Regions from separate parts of the Sus scrofa genome. Here region 1 is linked to region 2. A link is a contact called in public promoter capture Hi-C data. All regions are on one chromosome and are shown on one strand. Each heading gives the region's core, a stretch centred on a gene start, on an enhancer-like site or on the middle of the called end of the contact. The rest is flanking DNA. Distances are from core to core; before and after follow the strand shown.

The links. Promoter capture Hi-C pulls out the DNA fragments that hold promoters and counts their contacts.
Region 1: a promoter capture Hi-C map of fetal skeletal muscle shows a contact between it and region 2, with 7 times the contacts expected there. The contact joins the promoter of HMGN3 here to the promoter of SH3BGRL2 in region 2. A contact is called at or near these places in 2 of 5 promoter capture datasets (fetal skeletal muscle and liver), 1 of 47 Hi-C or Micro-C datasets (embryonic fibroblasts) and 1 of 2 datasets of contacts at active chromatin or transcription factors (alveolar macrophages).

What each region holds. Positions count from the first base shown.
Region 1 is chr1:86,953,038-86,957,044 of Sscrofa11.1, reverse strand. HMGN3 (high mobility group nucleosomal binding domain 3) reads right to left here and starts at 2,577. Exons shown (of 6, transcript NM_001244502.1): 1 at 2,375-2,577. The coding sequence starts at 2,389. It overlaps LOC110260719 (a long non-coding RNA gene), which reads left to right. Exons shown (of 3, transcript XR_002344068.1): 1 at 1-1,510.
Region 2 is chr1:86,479,298-86,483,213 of Sscrofa11.1, reverse strand. It overlaps SH3BGRL2 (SH3 domain-binding glutamic acid-rich-like protein 2), which reads left to right and starts at 1,409. Exons shown (of 5, transcript XR_002344061.1): 1 at 1,409-1,914.

The DNA.
Region 1 (4,007 bases), core at 1,328-3,827, 470 kb before region 2:
CACTTTCAAAACTTACTATAATGTAGAACAGGTAGTGCGTTAGCCATAAAAATATCGTGGAGTAGTATGTAAATAACCCAGCTTCCCAGATCTCAAAAAGCAACGTCCAGATTGTCTCCATTTTCTTGCATCTAGGCAGGTTTTACCTAATGTCTATGGTTGCCTACATAAGTTCCAGTGAATTCCAGGGTCCCATGGCGGGGGGGCTCCAAGGTTTGGCTTGTAGGCTGGATGACCATGTAGCCATGTTTAATTTGTAGCTGCTCCTGTCCAGTTACCAGCCCAGGTCTTTGGGCTGCAGGAATTAATGAAAAGCCTTTCTATTAATCAAGGAGAGGTTTCCCACCTCTGAAAACACTCTGATATTCTGAGCGACAACACATATATGCCTGCACACAGTTCTGCCCTGAGTTCCAGGATGTCTGGTTAGCTTCTTGGGGTGTCCTGCCTTCCAGGAAAATAAAGTAATAATCAAGTCAGTTCCTCTGCTTTTCAACCCTTCTGTTTCCTTAAGACAGGTGGGCAGTGAGGACAATGTTTAAGAATAATGTTTTTCCAACCCTGAGTCGAACAACAAGGATTCCAGAACATCAGGGTCCATTATAATAAAGAAACTGTGCCCATCTAACTTACTATTTGTCTAAATTTGTTAATAATTCCCAGGAAAGGAGATGGCACCAATTCACTCTGTAACCCATTTCTTGACAACTCTACTAGAATTCCCAACCTTGTAATGAAACCACAGATAAATGTTGAAAATGTTGGCCTCCTTCTAATGTTCTCATTCTAGTACTGGAAAAACAACACTTTCATAAAAATTAAATTTAAATAGTGAATCTAAAGTATTAGTATTCTTAATAGGCCATCCATTATCTTAGGCTTTGCATTTCAAATTCTTCTTGACCCACTCACCACTAAATGAAGAGCATGAGTAAATAAGATAAGGCCTTTAGATCTACAGGGTCTAATTAAATCTTTGGTACTAGCTATTGGTTGGTGAGGCCGTTGGGTAATTCGTGTCTCTAAGCTGCAGTTCAACTGCCATAACACCTGTCCAGGTGTTCTGAGAATTAAATGAGATGTTAAATCAAACTCTACCCACAATATGAGGCGCAGAGTGTGTCCACAAACTCTAAGATCTAAAAACTTTTAAAGATTATTTTTTTTAAATGGAGGACACAAGCCTCCACCACATTCTTAGCAAAGACAGGTTAAAAAGGCAAAAGCGTCTGCACTGCTAAACTTCAATATTTTAATATTCACTTAACACAAATCATTCCACCATCTTTAATCGATAAAGCAGAATATTATTTGCCATTTTGCTTCAAATGTAGTATCTTCACTGGTGAACACGAGGGCAGGCAGTGAGAGGGTGCAAAAGCATTTTCTTAGAAACAGCTGCCAAACCGCGGTTTTTCCTCAGGGTGGGGAAAAGCCTTCCTTCCCTTCCCTCCCTGGGACAATGACAAGTGGCGGCCGGACTCCGAGGGAAACGTGCCTCCCAGTGCGAGTAAGTTGGTGGCCTGGGCCTGCGCGGAAGGGGACATACTAGTCCGCGAGGAGTAACCCTGATACCCTGTACGCTCCAAGGGGCGCGGGGGCACGCGGACCCCGCCTCCCTGACCTGAGCGTGGGTTTGGGTGACCGGATGGGACCCAGCGGCCCCTGCCCTTTGCTGCCCCCGGCGACGTCCGGTCCTGCGTGTGGCCACCTAGGCCGCTCCCGCCGCCAACTGCGGGCAAGTCCGGGCCGCCTGGGGCCCCGCCTGCGTTGTCCCCGGCCCGGAGTGACACCGGAGTTGGTACATACGGGTCTGCAGCGGAGGCGAACAGGGAGTGAGCGCTATTTTAAACATGGCTTTCCCTCTACCGGGGCCTCAGAACCATTGCCGCGCACCCAGCGTGGGCCCGGCCCCCAGGGGAGTAACCCCCACATCTCCCCCTACTTATTTCCTTCCTTCTCGATCTCCCTCCGCGTGTACTTGGTTCACCCCTCTTGCGGCTGTTCCTCCACGCTAACCACAAGCTGGCAGTTTGCAAAGAGGAAACTCCCCTCCGGGAAAGGGGGGGGGGGGGATGAAAAGCGCTTTGGCTTCTTGCTCGAGGTTGAAACCATTCCGTCCAGAATGAGTTTTAAAAGAGGGGAGGCTGCTTCGCTGGAGAGAAAGTAACATTCCCAGATCGATGAGGGCGGAGGGAGGGCCAGAGGGAGGGAGCAATGTTTGCAACAGGCATCTGAAAACAAGCGTGAAGAAGCAGAGATTCACAATCCCCAAGTTAACTACCGAGTGCATTCCGCACAATCCATCGCAATGACAAGGTTTGCTGTTAGCACAATTTGAAGGCCTTCGAAATCTTTTTTTGGTAAGACTTACCTTTCTTTTCGGCATAATGACTGTGTTCGTGCAGCTAAAAAGTAAAGCGACGGGCTGGTACTGCTGGCACGGCCGCTGGATGCTGCCGCCGCCGCCGCAGCTGCTCACGCGCAGGGCACCGCGTAGCCCGGCCTCCCGAACCCAAACCTCCGCGGCTCCCACCGGGGGCCCTCTACTCGCTCGCCTCCCCGCTCCTCCAATGAGAAGCCCCGGCAGCCGGCCGCGAGGCCTCATTGGCTGCGACAACGTTCTAAATTCCACGAGGGCACGCCCACCTCCGCGCGCACAGTACGCGCAGTTGTAGTTTCCACTTCACCGACAAATCTGCCTGGCGACTGAGCATGCTCAGTTCAACTAGTAACCCCCCAAGCCGCAAGATCCTGGAGTTTCATTGTTTGGCTGCTCCCTATTTGGATTGTATCAGTAGGAAGTGGGGGCTTTCATAAGGAGGAAAAAGAGGACACATTAACTTTATAAGGTAATTGTATTCATAGCAGGCACTTGCTATATTTCCTGTATAGCCTTGTAATGAATGGTATATGATGGAGAGCGGGAAGAGTTTGGCAGTCGACTCCTAAGTGTCTCCGTTTCCCCTTCCAGTTATCTACTGACAATAATCCCCCCAAATCTTTAGGAATAATTTCCTGAAATTGATTACAAATCACTCGCTAATTCAGCCACCTTTAAACTAGGCTTGAAGATGAATAGAGTATGTTTGTTATGGAAATTTGAAGAAGGCTGAACAAGGCCAGAACGGATTATTTTGTATTTGAAATATATTTAAATATACATGATTAAATGTTCCTCGAAGTTCTGCAAGGTATCAAACAGCCCCTGTAAACACTTCTGAATTTATTTTATGAAGTAATTCTTTACCTGAAAGACTTCAAGGAAAGAGAGCTACAAATCAGTATCCTACATAAAAATCAGCACAACAGTCTTGAACAAAATTTTAGTAAATCTAATAACTATAAATGAAATGTAAACTTAAAACATTGTGAATGACCTGGAACTTACATAATATTGTACATCAACTATACTTCAGTGAAAAAGTTTTTTTTAGTAAATCAATCCAACAACATTTAAAAGGATAAGACATCGCAATCAGTGAAGTTTATGCAGAGAATGAAAAATTGGTTTAACATCTTAAAACCAATGAATGTAACTCTTCGTATTACAGAATAAAGGAAAAAATAACAATACCATCATTTCGACAGATACAGGAACAGCAATAGTGAACTGTTCAGCAGACTGCGGTAACTACATGCAATAAAATACTATTCAGCTTAATAAAAAGGAACAAAATATTCTTACATGGATGAATGTCAAAATGTTATGTGAATGAAGTCAAATACAAAAGACCATGCTGAATAATTTCATTCATATGAAGTCATTTTAAAAAAGCAAATCTAGGCACGGTTAGTTTCATAATCGTATTAGAAGGCAAAAGTTACGTTATAGGAAAACCTAATGAAAACTTAAAATATGGCCCAATCCACTTTGGTCACGCAGAGGCTGCAAATATAAAACAACATCATCAAGTAATTAATTTTAATGTCCGATGTTTTTCTTTAGTAATTTTCAGAATAATGAATTGATATCCTAGAAGACTCCAGAAGTGGTCAATACTTTC
Region 2 (3,916 bases), core at 160-2,659:
TGATCCCTCAAAGTCTCTTCTACAAGGCTATCTTTCCCCTCTTTCCTTTATATCCACACAACACTCTATTGGTACAGCGTGTCTTGTTCTGTCGCTATTTCCGTATCTGTCTTTTTCCTTTGCAGTCCATAGATGCTCTTGCTGACAGAGGAAATGACTTATGCGCTTTTCATGCGCTCTGGTACCTGTCAGAGAGGATAGACTCTGAGTTCTCATTTGTTGCATTTAACCATATCATCATAATTCCAAACTGAAGAAAACTTACACTTTTATAAACTGCATTTATATGGAGTATACAGTATCTACCTTAATAAAATTATTTTAAATTATAAATATTTCTGCATTTACAGTAGCCAAATAAAAGTACATTTGCAGAGAGAGGATTTACAGCCAGCACAATTTATATTTAAAATGGTTGAACAGGAAGAAGAAATAAAGTCCCATTAGGACTGTATCTTGTTATTGCACTAAATTAAAAAAAAAAAAGGAAAATGGAATGACCTCCAATAAATAATAGGGAAGGTTATACCCTTGAAATATTCAAAATAGCTCTAAAAAAACAAATGCTTCAAAACTATTCGCGTTTGTGCAAGAAATCTACCAAAGAGCCAGAGACCTCATCATCTAATTTCTTTCTTCCCAAACTATTAATTAACGTTGTTCCCAGACCTCTGGCAAAGCTCCCCTGCTGAAAGGAAGAAAGTAAATACAGTAAGTAATGCAGAGAAAACTGGTTCTTTTTCTCAGAGCTGTGAGAGCTTGCGCTTTTGTGAAACAGAAAACGCTTGCTGAAGAACTATTCCTAAACTATTAGCAACTATATAAAAGCTTTTTATTTAACAGCATCCTCCTGGGAGACTGCGCTGGAATGCGCAGCAGGTCTGAAAAAGGCACAGATTTGGCTCAACTGTAAATATTAGGTGCAGAAAGGCGAAGCCATTGTGTAAGGAAGGGGGAGCGGCGGGTGGGGTCCTGATTCCCGATGTTGATAGCAGGATTCTAATTTCGCTTGGTGTTTTTTTCTACTACAATTACAAGTTTGCTAGAAAAATAAAATATCGGTTGTGCTTTCACCTGGGTTTCTAATTTTCAACGTCTACCAAAAAAAAAAAAAAAAAAAAAAAAAAAACCAACAAAAAACCGAATTCCGCTCATTTACCCTCAATCACCTTGTGCAATCTCCAGAGCCTATGGGAAAACAGAGGAGCGCCCAGTCGTCCCCCCACGCCGGCCCCTCCACCCCCTCCCGGGCGCCCGGCCGCGCCACCCCGCCGGTTGCGGGTCCCTGGGGCTCGCACGGCGCGCAGGCGGCCAGGAGACTTAGGTCTCTGCGGGCTCCACGGTGTCTGTTGACGTCTCTGGGTGGGGATGCTCCAAGCCAGTAAATCACAACACAGCACCCAACCCTGGACTTTGAACCAGGCTATTCTCGCCTAGTTTTCTTTTTTTCCCCCTGGTCTCGCCAGGATCCCGGCCACCCCTGTCACAGCTCCTTCCCGGCCTCGGCTGTTCTTCTCTACCCGCGAGGGTCCGGGATCCACGCGCAGTAAGCAGGCGGCTGCAAGGAGCTCAGTCCACCCGCCACTCAGGAAGGGGACCGGGACTACAACTCCCAGCACGCTCCGCGGCCCGCTGCCGCCCCACCCCTCCCCCTCCTCCTTACCTCGGTTGGCGGCCGGGAAGCTCTGAGCTTTCATCTGCGGACCCGGCGGGAGGGAGCCGGTTCCCTGCGACCGTCCCGGCTCCGAGTGCTGTGCCCGGCGGTGGTGGCGAAGGCGGCAGCGGCGGCTCTCAGTCGAGTTCTGCCTCCGCGTCCGCGCCTGCCCGGAGCCCGCTGGGACAGACGGTTTGTCCCGGCGCGGCGAGAGGATGGTCATCCGCGTGTTCATCGCCTCCTCCTCGGGCTTCGTGGCGGTGAGCACTTAGGGGACCGGCCGCTGGCCGGTGTCGGCTCTGTTGGGGTAAGGGGCGTAGGGCGCGGGTCCTGCAGGAAGCGCGCGGCGCTTGCCCGTGAGAGTCTCCGCTCGCGGCGCGTCCGGCGGCGGGAGCCCGCGCCCGGCAGGTGATCCACTGCACTTGGACAACAATGAATAGGGCGGGGAGCAGAGGTGGATGGGGTACCCCAGACCCACCCACGTGCCCACCCTGCTCGGCCTGCTAGGAGACGGGGAAATGGACTCGGCAAGGAGCCCCTAGCTCCAGTTGTGGGGCTTGGGAATTTGGGGGGAGGGCGAGAGCTTCGTGGGTCCCACTTCCCTTGGTGTTAGTTCTTGCCGATTTGGGAATTTCAGCTTGGTTATGTTTTGTTAGGGAGCTTGTTAGGCTGCTGGGTTTGCTAACCTGCCTCCCTAGTGAACCAAGTTTAAGTGGGAATTGCTCCCCACCCCATACCCGGCACCAAGCGCGTTTCTTCAGTTTTATACCAGCGAAAAGAGGGTGGCCAACCAGGTTTGTCCTGTCGTGCCCGGGTTTTTGGTTTGTTTTCTCCTTTTTTTTTTTTTTTTTTTGCCTAGGGTGCTATATTTTTATATCTATGTAAACGTGGTGCGTTTGGTGCGTTTTTTTCCCCCTGAAATGTTAGTTAGTTTCATCTTGAAATATATAAATTGTGGTCTCTTTAATTATTTAAGCTTTTTTTTTTTTTTTTTTGGTCGATATTCTTGAATTTTTTAAGAAAGAATTTTGGGAGGAAGAAGTTACGTAGGTGGATGTCAGATTTTAAGGAAAATTCAGTCATGTATTTGATAGCCCATTAAGACTGGACCAATGTGTTTACATGATTATTAAGATTTGGTTACCTTAACTAAGAGTTAAACTACAGGTTTAAACTATAGATTTAAGAGCCTCTTTAGTGAGGCATAGTCAAATACATCAAAAAGTGCATTATTGATTGCTTAAAATATGGTCTGGTCACTTAGTTGCCTGCCCAGCAACTCAACCAGATTTTTCCAGAATTTGTTTTCTGAAGTAGAAGAGATGGAGGATGGAATGAAATAATTTGCAACACATCAGTGAGATTTTTAATTTAAAAAGGAATTGACTTCTGGAAGGAAAAAAAAAAAAAAAAAAGCCCTTTTTTTGCATTAGTAACAATAGATGGGAAACTTCAGTTTATCTTTATATGCAGGCATGTCCTGGTCCCCAGACCTAGATAGTTTTGGTGTTTCTTGTTATTTGTGGCTGCTTAGTCATACCTGCCTTTTATAGATTTCTCCACTGAAGTTACACTTCATGTATTTGGAAACTCCATACTGTTTCGTGGATAGATTTTTTTCAAATTCACTCCTTCATAAGAGTGATGCAAAGTTTTAGGTTTCATCATGGACCTGCACACTTATATAGTTACTGTAATAGCGTTTTACTGACTGCAGAAAGGATGCTTTATAGTGTAAAGAAGCCTGCACTATTTATGATGAACAAGTCAAAGTCAAAATTGGTTGGATGCAGTGACTTGACTTATTCGTTCAGTAGGTAGTATATCAAGAGAGTTCTCGAACTCTGCATCTGTTTCCTCAATTCCATTAACAGATAGTAATTGCCTGCCTGCTGTGTGCCTTTTTAATTTTTAAATTTAATGTTAGGTGTTTTGCACATGAAGCTAGTCTTGAGGGACCCAAGCATTGAGGCAGTGGGTGTTGCCTCATCTCTGTCTGAGTTTCTTGTCCTTAGAATGAAGGGTTGTGGTAAATAACTCAGCATTTTATCCTAGCTTGAAGGTGCAAGCTTCAAGCTTGGTAGTTGAGGAAATGTAGATAAATCCTTATAATGGCTTCTTTCGCATTAACAATGCACATGTTGGTATCAAAGTGAATTTATTCTCTTCCTTTGGTCTTTACAGGGCTATCTCAGGTCTCCTCTCTGCCCCAGCTGGTAGTATGTGTTCTAACATGATAGGGTTTGAGCTGGAAGATGGACT